2 separate regions of the Mus musculus genome follow, and region 2 is linked to region 1. The links are chromatin contacts, called in public Hi-C maps. All regions are on one chromosome and are shown on one strand. The core of a region is the stretch at or near the end of the contact, and the rest is flanking DNA. Distances in the headings are between cores, read along the strand shown.

Region 1 (5,862 bases), core at 1,100-3,599:
ATCGTGACCTTGAGTGATTAGGACAATATAGGAGTTAGGCTTTTGTTTGTTTTGTTTTTAACAAAACTTGTTTTTTTGGGGGGGGGGGCTTGTGAAGTGCGGAGGTGTGTAAACATCAGAGGACAACTTTGAAGAATTGGGTTTTTTCCTTCTACCATGTGGACCCTAGGAAAAAAATACAGATGCCTTGGCTTGGCAGCAAGAGCCTCTACTAGTGGACAATCTCTTTTGCCTAGGAATTAATTTTAAGACTCTTTACATTTGGAAACAGAGAGATGGTTCTGTAGGTGAAGCACTTGTACCTAACCTAACCTGATGGTGCACACCAAATAAATAAATGTTGAAAAAAAACCCACAACAACAAAAAAACCCCAGTAAAATGGAATAGTTGTATTTGTAATGCTATCTGTAGCTGGACATCTCCTTGCGGAATAAGAAATATGCACTTCCCTAAGTCAGAGAGACATTGAGAAGTTATGGTAGCAGTTTGTAGACGGAAGCTAATGAAATGAGAATTGAAGAAGAAAAGAATAGAGAGATTGAGTATCATCAGTGCTTCTTATATACACAGTGTGAAATAGCTTCTGGAATGTCATGGTGGGAGTGAGGGAGCCAGCACGTGGCTTGTGAGTCATCATTCTATTTAGTCCTGTGTTGTAAGAGGAGGGGAATATCTTTACAGTTGGGCCAAATCCCACTCCCCAACCAGTGGCAATGGTGAAAATGTTAGCCTGGAGGCAGAAGTGTGGAATGGCTAAAATGTAGCTTCCAGTAACATTTTCTGCAACAGAATTCCTCTAGTTAATGAAAGCTTACAGTGTGTGTAATTCTATTGGAACTTGTTAGGGTTTTAATGACACTACCTGTCTATATAGCCACATGCATAAAGAAGCAAGAACAAACAGTTAAATGCTAACAACACTACAAAATGCACTCTCACTCACCAGGTCTTTAAATATTCATGAGTTAGGCAGTGTAAGATAGGTGATGTTACTGTTATAAATTTGGTTCTTTAGAAAAAAAGTGATGATTACAAATACTTTGTATTTGGTTGTTGTGTACCTATGTGGGCCTTTACATCCTAAGGCACACACACACACACACACACACACACACACACACACACACAAACTAAAAAAAACCCATTTTATAATAATCACTGGAGCAAAAAAGACAGATGACATTCTTTTGTTCTCAAGAGGCATTTTGTGAAATTTTAATGATTTGTTGTTGTTGTTGTTTTAGAGTTTTTCTCCCAAATCAGTCTCGATCCATTGTCTTATTTTCTTTATTATTGTCTTATTAGCTTTTTCATACCAGTTCCTTGAAACCAGTAAAGGAGTGGCAATGAGTTTGTGTACTGTGTCTTCTTTTACCCAGGTACCTGAACATACAGAGATGTGCTGGTTCAGAACATTCCTTCATTTTCTTCCTAAATCCTTTTGCTTTCTTTTTAAAAGATAATATATTTTTGTTTCCACCTCTTAAGAAACTACAACACTATGCATTGTCCCAGTGTTAACTATGAACAAAGGGTTTTTAAGACGAGGAATTTGGGATACAAAGACCTTACATTTAGGCTTAATTTTTAAACTGTGAAAATGTAAACTATGTTTTTAGTATTAATCTAAACCAAACCAGAGAACAAATACTTGGTTGTTTAAAGTTTAGAAATTATTTTAAGTAAATATAACGTGTCTCGTAAGCAATTTTTTAAAGAATTTATTTACTTTGTATTACTTTCATAAATTAAGTGAAACTGTGTACTGGATGGTTTTGTGTGTCAACTTGACACAAGCTGGAGTTATCACAGAGAAAGGAGCCTCCCTTGAGGAAATGCCTCCATGAGATCCAGCTGTAAGGCATTTTCTCAATTAGTGATCAAGAGGGGAGGGCCTTAGCCAGTTGTGGATGGTGCTGTCCCCAGGGCTGGTGGTCCTGGGTTCTATAAGAAAGCAGGCTGAGCAAGCCAGGGGAAGCAAGCCAGTAAGCAGCACCCAGTAAGCAGCACCCAGTAAGCAGCACCCTCCATGGTTCCTGATCAGCTCCTGCTTCCAAGTTCTGCCTTGTGTGAGTTACTGTCCTGACTTCCTTTGGTGATGAACAGCAATGTGGAAGTTGGAAGTGTAAGCTGAATAAACCCTTTCTCCCCAACTTGCTACATGGTCATGATGTTTGGTGCAGGAATAGAAACCCTAAGACAAATTGTAATGAATTTTTCTTTTAAAAGATTTAAGTGAAGTACCTAATTATTCACATAGAATTAATCATAGAGCTGAGCACTGCACTGGAGACTGTAGTGGGGGAGGGCAAGCAGGCATTACCTCTGAGTGGGTGTGGTGAAACCTTAGAACTGCCCCCAGTGACACTCCTCCAACAAGACCACATCTCCTGTTAGCACCTTTCTCCTTCATTCAAGTAACCACAGAAGTTGAGTGGTTTGTGGAAATCAGCCATTTTAAGCTCCTTTGTAAGTTTGTTTTTGAGATAGCTATTCCTTACAGAAATAGATACATTTTGTGTATTTGTATTTTAAAAGTAAGGATTCTGAGGTATTGAGTAGATCTAGAGCAGTGGTTCTCAGCTTTCCTAACGGCTGCCTCTCTTTAATACAGTTCCCTTTTTGTGGTGGTGACCTGACCATAAAATTACATCGCTGCTACTTCATAACTGTGTAATTTTACTACTGTTATGAATTGTAAATATCTGATATGCAAGATAGCTGCTGATATGTGACCCCTGTGAAAGGGCCCTTTGGCCTCCAAAGGAGTCATGACCCATATGTTGAGAATCACTGATCTAGAGTTTGAGCTCCAAGGTACAGTCCTTCCAGAAATTGTTCAGGAATATACTGTATTTAGTAAGTGGTTAAATCTTTAATACAGTTTTAAAGAGAATTATTCTTAAAGCATCCATCCTTTAAAAAATAATTATCTGTAGAACTACTAAATTTAGTATTGTAAAAGCATTTTGATGTTGATGATTTTTCTGGCTAACTCAAATGAATGAGACTGAGACTATAAGATTTATTTAATCAAGCTTTATGGCAACTGGCATAACTGGGCAGTTAATAATCTAATCCTCTAAACTAATCTGGCTACCTCCCAGCCAAAATCCCCAAGATACTTGCATTTTAGTATTGGTCTGGCTCTCTGGGCTTCAGGTGTTCAGGTCTTTTTTCCCCACGATGTCTCTCCAGACCCCTTCCTCTTGGTGAATCCTCTCTCTCATCCTCCCCTTGTCTGTCTTCTCCTGGCTGGCAGAGAAGTCCAGCCCTAGTCTCTCTTCTGCCCAGCCATTGGCTGATCAGCTTTTATTGACAAGTCAGAGAATAAGTGGGAAGCAATGTTTATTCAAACTTCAAAATAGCAGCTGCTTAGAATAAGCATTGCAATGCCATGTCCTGATTGCAACAAGACATGGGGACAGAATAATGCAAGTATAATCTTTACACAGTACACAATACCGTTATGCCTACACGTATAAACATGCAATGTGTAGAAAGGTTATAGTGACCAATTACACTGCAGATTAAATGAGGAATTGTGTATGGTTCACTTCAGTATTCTGAGAATAAATACTGTGTCTAGTGAACATGTTGACAGTTGCAGATTAATTTTAGATAGGTCAGTTAGGGAAATAATTTTTATTAGTTAAATGTCAAAAGGAAAGGGACTCTATTTTTGCAGTTTGAGTTTGAAAGTATCTACTGTGCATTGAAAAGGAACTGAGTGTGAGGTGGAGTACACTTATAGCCCCAGCACTGTGGGAATGCAGAAGGGTTAGGAGTACAAGGTCATCCTTGGCTGCACAGTGAGTTTAAGGCTAGCTTGGGACACCTGAGGTCCTATCGGTCCTTTATTGTCAGCCACCATACAAAATCTAGTAAGATAAATCATTGAATTTAGGAAAATGCACTTCTTTGGGTAAAGAAAAGTTAACTAGACTCTGAGGCCTTGTTCTGTGGCTCTGAAATAATGATTGTGTAGTTGAAATGAAACAGCAAATAATTAGTAATGACTGAAACTTTTATTGTCTCTAGAATACCTTAGGCCAGCCTGGTCTACAGAATGAGTTCCAGGACAGCCAGGGCCACACAGAGAAAACCTATCTCAAAAAACAAAAACAAACTAACAAACAAACAAACAACAAAAAAAAGGCAATCTAATCTGCTGTATAGATTTTAGAAAATTGTCTTTTAAAGCTGAATTCTTTTATCCTGTGACTGTCCTTGTCAGTATGTGTGAATGACCCTGCTCACTTTGTGTCAGGTTCCTTTGCAATAGCAAAAGCCATTTGTAAAACAAAAAAAAAGATTGAGCTTTTCAAAGGGGGAGATAAAATTTAAAATTGTTAGGAAGACTAAGAAGAATCAAAAGAAACATACCTTAGTTTTGCTGTAGACACTTTGGATACATAACAAAATTACTCCAAGACTGTAAAAAGAAAAGAGTCCAGGAACTGAGTGCAGGAACAAAAGAGAGTCCAGACAGAGATGTGCTGCAGAACAGCATGAGCCCTAAGCTGAGCCCTTGCTACACTCAGGATTCTAAGTTCTGATCACACTAGCTGGAGTTAGAGCATGTATTGGAGAGTTTGTCCCTGATGTGTGATGAGTTAGTGTCTCTTCCTCTCATACAAGACTGAAGTTTTACCTCCTACCAAGACGTAATTCTCACAAGTGGTTCCTGTCAGTTGGGATTGGAAATTAGATTTTGGAAGGAAAAAAATTAAAGCACCCACTACAGCAGAAAAGCTAAGGAAATGCGAGAAAAGATACAGTGCATGCTGTATGGCAGGCACTGCTTCATATACCTAGGCAATGAGATCAGAGATCAGACCTGTTAGCTGTGATGTGTAAAGGCTTACATTTGAGTAGTTTTTAGCATGTTCACTAGGTATTACAATCATCAGTTGGGAGCATTTTCCTCACTCAGGGCTCACTAGCAAGTCATTCCTTCTGGCCTCAATACTTGGCATATTCTTTCTGATTCACTTTCTGTCCTTTTATCAACTTTTGGGATTTCACAAAAAATAGAAGCATAAAATTTGACTCTAGCTGCATATGTATCAAAAGATGGCCTAGGCGGCCATCACTGGAAAGAGAGGCCCATTGGACACGCAAGCTTTATATGCCCCAGTACAGGGGAACGCCAGGGCCAAAAAAGGGGAGTGGGTGGGTAGGGGAGTGGGGGTGGGTGGCTATGGGGGACTTTTGGTATAGCATTGGAAATGTAAATTTGTAGCCTTTTGTGATTGGCTTTCATGGGGGGAAGTATTTACTGCCGTGATCTGTAATGTTGGACAAGTATTGCCTTATGGATTGGGAATTTTGGAAGAGATTATTCCAGGAATGGATAGAGGCATGTGGGTAAAATATTAACGCCTAGGTCTTAACAGCATGTAAGGAGGTGTACGGAAGACAAGTCATTTGGGGAGGGAAATTCACTGATCCTTGGAAAGTGAAGTGCTGTCTATTGTTACTTACAATTTTATGAGAGCCTTGTGAACTTACATAAAAAGATTAGAAGTCTATTTCTGTGATCTTACAGTCTATCATTATTGATGTGTATAGGATCAGGATCTAAACTTCAAATGGTAGAAGCATCTCCTTCCTTCCTTCCTTCCTTCCTTCCTTCCTTCCTTCCTTCCATCCATCCATCCATCCATTCATTCATTCATTTGGTGGTTGTCCTTGCTAGGGTAATATAGGTTAGCCTGAGACTAGTTCTGATCATCAACTTGGCCTCAAATTCAAGAACCTTCTGCTCCAACCTCCCCATACTAAGCTTCTGGAGTGGGCCATTGTTCGTGTCTCTCCTGTGTCCTTTTGATCCTAAGTTCCTCCCAGATTCCAAGAAT
Region 2 (5,862 bases), core at 1,112-3,611, 160 kb before region 1:
TATGCTATCATCCCAAGTTAATTCATTCATGATTTCCAGATCTGGTTCATTAATTTGCAGTGTATTGAATATAAACTTAACAACAAAAAAATCCCTTGAACAACCAAATATGCCCACGCTCCTCCCTAAGTAAGCAATCCCAGAGTCCACTAAGAATCCAGGAATTCACATTGGCACTCCCAGCTTCTATGTCTGGATGTCCATTCCTCCACAGCAACTTTCATTGGTATACTACTACTCTTTATAGGGCATGTACACACGTGTGCACATGTAAGCCAGAGGTCACCATTCATTCCGTTTCCCTCTTCACCTATTTTCCAGACAAGTTCTCTCAATGAACCTAGAGCTCACGGGCTCAGCTAAGCTAGCTGGCCAGCAGGTTCCATGGCTGACTCCATCTCTGTGCTCCCATTTTAGTGTTAGAGATGCATGCCACTCTGCCTAGAGATCCAAACTCAGACCCTCATGTATGCAGCAAGAACTTATCAACTGAGCCATCATCCTAGCCTCCAAATCTGCATTTTAAAAATAAAAATCTTTTATTTTTTGACAGTTCCATACATGTCAACCAAAACCTTGAAAGCATTTTTACCAATTTAAATGATTTGTATTGTCCTGCTTAGCTTCTGCGGTCAATTTAATACAGCCTAAAGCACGGGTTCTCAACCTGCCTACTGCTATGACCCTTAACATAGTTTCTCATATTGTAGTGACCCCAACCATAAAATTATGTCGTTGATAACTTGATAACTGTAATTCGCTATGGTTATGAAATGTAGTGTAAATAGCTAACATGCAGGATATCTGATATGTGATTCCTGTAAAAGGGTCATTTGATCCTGAAAGGGTTGAGAACTGCTGGCTTAGAGTCTAAATTGGACTGACTGACCTGTGTCGTGGCTGTTACAATATTGTCTTAACTGATGATTAATGTTAAGGTCCTGCTCCAACTTCCTTAGTGTTGGGCTGCAACCTGCCCTAGGTCACTTCTGGTCAGTGTTTTCTCACAGCGGCAGGAGGGAACAGAGTATTCATTCACATATTTGTATTCATTCATTTATTAAACAGACACTTTTGAGCTTCTTTCTATGTGTCCTCTTTGCAATGGGCCCACAAAAATTAAAATCAAAGTCCATTCGTGCTCTATTAGAGTAAATATATTCAATTACAAGTATGTATGTGGAAAGGAAGTGCACAGAATGGACCATCAGAACTCCAAAGACCCAGAAATGTCCAAACTACTCAAAAGTCAGCACACTGACAATGAACTGCAGGAGAAATAACATAGCCTACCATAACCACAGAAACTCGGACAGAACTGTTCCGATGAGGCCGTTGATAATGATACACAACAGTACCACTTTGTTGGGAAACTCAAAGTCCTCAAAGCCAGTATAATGCAGTAAGAAGAACCCTGGCCATAGGAGCAGCAGATTAAACAGACCTACAAAACCTGAGGAGAAAAGAGACAAGTTAAAATCATGACTGACTTCAATTTTCCAAACTTAGCAACACTATGAGAAACATGAGAGCCCCCAAGGGGCTTCAGTGAGTTGCTTAATTGGAGGAGGTGTTGGTTGACTATCAGTTTCTACAAACAGATCAATAGCAGGAAAATACCACACCAAGCACTGGTAACTGGTAACTGCAGCTTGGCTGGGGAGCCAGCTCGGCCAGTAAAATGCCTGCTGCTCAAGCCAGAGTGGAATCCTCAGCAGGCCCTCGCTGCACACTGGCACGCTCATCTCTGTGGACATGCAGGCATGGCTCCCTAGGACCCACTAGCCAGTTAGTCTGGCTGAATTGTGAGCTCCAGAAAGCTCAGTGAGAGAGCCTGGAATCCATAATATTAGAAAAATAAAATAAAATCATGTGGAGGAGAAAAAAAATGCCTCCATATTCTCTCAAAGAATGACCTATGGATTTATAATGTCAAGTAAATAGCCTAAAAGATTAAACATGTACTTGCCAAAGAACATTGGAATATCCAATTTATCTTCTCTGTCTACCTTTCTCTTGATCATCACAATGTAGACAGCATAGAACATAGCTCCAGCAAGGGACCAAATGGAACCTGTAAAAACCAACGCACGATTTAAACTGTTGCCTCCATTCAGAACTCATTCAACATATCCTACTACATACACTGAGAGTCTGATAATACACTGATACTAAGTAAAGAAATGAGCACGCACAAATGGAAAACCAAAACTAACTCATTCCATCCAGATCCTCCAGCAGGGTAGGAAGGGACTGAATGGATTAACCAATATAAGCAAAAGCATTTGCCTTGGAGACCTAACCAAATAACCACACAAATTCTAACAGTGAAAGTCAGGTAAGTAAGAGTTTGTCTTTATTTTGAAGCACACACTTCCTTTTTTCTCTACATCACTGATTCTTAACCTTCCTAACACAGTTCCTCATGCTGTGGTGACCTCCAAACATAAATCCACTTTGTTGATACTTCATAACTGTAATTTTGCTAGTTATAAGTCATAATGTAAATATCTGTATTTTCTGACCTCTGAAGTCTCAGTGACCTCTGTGAAAGGATCATTCGACCTCCAGCAGCTCACAGGGTGAGCAACAGCTGCTCTGCCTTGAACCCCTTTGACACACACACACTATTGTACAATCTTACAGGTGCTTCTTTCCACCTCTAACCCACTGCGTGACCTTGTTCTTTCCATCCTTCCATGTGAACACAGATTCTCCACCACCACATCCATAGGTCCCACCGCTTCCTCTAGCATCCATCCATCCTTCCTTCCTTCCTTCCTTCCTTCCTTCCTTCCTTCCTCCCTCTCTCTCTCTCTCTCTCTCTCTCTCTCTCTCTCTCTCTCTCTCTCTCTCTCTCTCTCTTTCCTTCTTTCGATTGTTTGTTTTTGTTTTTGTTTGGGGTTTTTTGGTGTTTTTTTGTTTTTGTTTTTTTGTTTTGTTTTGTTTTTTGGTTTTGTTTTTATTTTTTCGAGACAGGGTTTCTCTGTGTAGCCCTGGCTGTCCTGGAACTCACTCTGTAGACCAGGCTGGCCTCGAACTCAGAAATCTGCCTGCCTCTGCCTCTCAAGTGCTGGGATCTTGGACAAATGGATGTATCTGGAGGATATCATCCTTAGTGAGGTAACCCAATCACAAAAGAAGTCACTTGATATGCACTCCCTGATAAGTGGATATTAGCCCAGAAACTTAGAATACCCAAGACACAATTTGCAAAACACAAGAAAATCAAGAAGAATGAAGACCAAAGTGTGGATACTCATTCCTCCTTACAATAGGGAACAAAACACCCATGGAAGGAGTTACAGAGACAAAGTTTGGAGCTAAGACGAAAGGATAGACCATCCAGAGACTACCCCACCTGGGGATCCATCCCATAATCAGCCACCAAACCCAGACACTATTGCATATGCCAGCAAGATTTTGCTGAAAGGACCCTGATATAGGTGTCTTGAGTGAGGCTATGCCAGTGCCTGGCAAATACAGGAACACAGGACCCCCAGTGGAGGAGCTAGAGAAAGTACCCAAGGAGCTGAAGGGGTGTGCAATCCTATAGGTGGAACAACAATATGAACTAACCAGTACCCCCAGAGCTCATGCCTCTAGCTGCATATGTAGCTGAGGGATGGCCTAGTCGGCCATTCTTGGGAAGAGAGGCCCCTTGGTCTTGCAAAATTTATATGCCCCAATACAGGGGAATGCCAGGGCCAAGAAGTGGGAATGGGTGGGTAGGGAAGCAGGGTTGGGGGAGGGTATAGGGAACTTTCGGGGTAGCATTTGAAATGTAAATAAAGAAAATATCTAATTAAAAAAAAAACAAAAACAAAAAAGGCGTGCGCCACCACTTTCTACTCTGCTAAGTCTCCACTGATTTGTCTTCTGCTTTAGAGAATGTAACCTTTACTAATGTTAAATACAGTATTGCGGGTTGGGGACAGAGCCCACAGGCTTGAGGAAGTGAGTTTGAATGCCCATGACCCACATCAAGTCAGACGTAGAGGTGCTGCATCTTTAATCCCAGAACTCCTGCAATGAGATGGGGGACAAAGACAAGACTCCCAGGACATTTACAAGCCAGCAGCCAGACATACACAGTGACAACTAACAAAAAAGCCCATCGAAAACATGGAAGAAATCAAGGACCAGCACCTGAGGTTGTCCTCTGACCTCTACTCAAGCCTTGTGTTACACATGCACACCCACGTGTACACAAAAAACACACCGTATATGCAAGCAAAGGTTAAAATATGTCTTTAATTTCTTCTCTAGTGGCTTTATTTTATAATTCTCCTATTTTATTTTAAACCAAGAACTCTTTGCAAACTACAAACATATATGCATATAATTGGTTGAAAATGTACAATATAATGTGAGTCTCACAGTGTGTGAATAATTATTCTCTGTCTTGATTAACTCGAGTTCAATGACCATTATATAAGCCTTCAAAAACAATTCAACAATGTGCCAAGTAACCATACTCAATAGTTTAAGCTACTCAGAAGAACAATATTTAAGTCTATTTCTATTATTATCAAAAAAATTTTTAAAGATTTATTTATTATATGTAAGTACACTGTAGCTGTCTTCAGATGCACCAGAAGAGGGCGTCAGATCTCATTACATTAAGGATGGTTGTGAGCCACCATGTGGTTGCTGGGATCTGAGCTCAGGGCCTTCGGAAGAGCAGTTGGTGCTCTTAACCACTAAGCCATCTCTCCATTCCCTATTATCAAAAATTTTAAAGCCTGTTAACAAAATCTTGTGCTCAAAAAACAAATGTATATTGTGTTTTACATACACAAAGTGACTCTGGGTCAGAAAGAGGAGATATAGGTCAAAGCACAGGTGACTAGGCAGTAACCACAAAGAGTTTGGTAAACACTGCTCTATTCCATGAACTTCAAATATCTAGAGAAGTTAACTAATTTGAGCTCTAGTTACCTTTGGTTTTGCTAAATGTAGGCAGTGGATCAAAATTCAATGTTGTCTATCATAGTGACTGCTAAGAAAAGGAACAAAAGTAGATGTAAAAACTAGTGGATTTAAAAAAAATAGTGGATAAAAGTAAGAAATGCAGGCACAAGGGAGGGAGCAGAGACTGAGGGAATGGCCAACCAATAACCAACCACCCAACTTGAGACCCGTCCCATGGGCAAGCACCAATCCCTAACACTATTAATGACACCCTGTTATGCTTACAGACAGGATGTTGTCCTCTGAGAGGCTCCACCCAGCAGCTGATTCAGACAGATACAGACACCCACAGCCAAACAGTGACTGGAGCTTGGGGACTCTTGTAGAGGAATAGGAGGAAAGATTATGGCCCCTAAGGGGATGGAAACGCCACAGGAAGACCAACGGAATCAACTATCCTGGAACCTTGGGGCTCTCAGAGACTGAAACACCAACCAAAGAACATCCATGAGCTGGACCTAGGGCTCCTCACACATATGTAGCAGATGTAAAACCTGACCTTCATGTGGGTCCCTGACAACTGCAATAGAGGCTATCCCAAAAGCTGTTGCCAGTACTTGGGATATGTACTTCTAGCTGGGCTGCCTTGTCTGGCCTCAGTGGAAGGGGATGAGCCTAGCCTCACAGACACTTGATGTGCCAGGGTTGGGGGGACAACTAGGGGGCTCCCCACATGCTCAGAAGAGAAGGGGAAGGGGAATGGATAAAGGATTGTGTCAGGGGGTAACCAAAAGGTAGGCAGTGATCAGGATGTGAAATGAATAAGTAATAATAATAATATAAAATAAATAAATGAATTTTTAAAAAAGAGAAGGCCTTCCTAGATTAGGGAATTAAATCAGCTATAGTCTGACTTCTTACTCTACTTTGAAGATATAGGGACTTATT

Evidence for each region. Hi-C and Micro-C count contacts between places; a contact is called where the count stands out from the background.
Region 2: a contact with region 1 is called in a Hi-C map of B cells, with 3 times the contacts expected there. The contact joins two enhancer-like sites. A contact is called at or near these places in 6 of 39 promoter capture datasets (the C10 cell line, the HPC-7 cell line, hematopoietic stem and progenitor cells and 3 more), 2 of 15 datasets of contacts at CTCF or cohesin (CD8 T cells and the NIH/3T3 cell line), 17 of 484 Hi-C or Micro-C datasets (3T3-L1-derived adipocytes, the AML12 cell line, B cells and 12 more), 16 of 115 datasets of contacts at active chromatin or transcription factors (the HPC-7 cell line, bone marrow-derived macrophages, effector CD8 T cells and 10 more) and 5 of 9 other capture datasets (adipose tissue, bone marrow-derived macrophages, embryonic stem cells and 2 more).

The regions. Positions count from the first base shown.
Region 1 is chr1:125,423,343-125,429,204 of GRCm38.p6, reverse strand. The region is part of intron 1 of Actr3 (ARP3 actin-related protein 3); the gene reads left to right. Among named protein-coding and RNA genes, the nearest start is that of Actr3, 9.5 kb to the left of the region's middle. Within about 2 kb of position 2,349, at least 53 of the 459 cell types and tissues checked have an H3K27ac peak or open chromatin away from gene starts, as enhancers often do. A contact at or near this core is called in B cells, where this site is marked.
Region 2 is chr1:125,580,665-125,586,526 of GRCm38.p6, reverse strand. Slc35f5 (solute carrier family 35, member F5) reads right to left here. Exons shown (of 16, transcript NM_028787.5): 11 at 1,970-2,074; 12 at 1,294-1,453. Among named protein-coding and RNA genes, the nearest start is that of Slc35f5, 23 kb to the right of the region's middle. Within about 2 kb of position 2,361, at least 3 of the 459 cell types and tissues checked have an H3K27ac peak or open chromatin away from gene starts, as enhancers often do. A contact at or near this core is called in B cells, where this site is marked.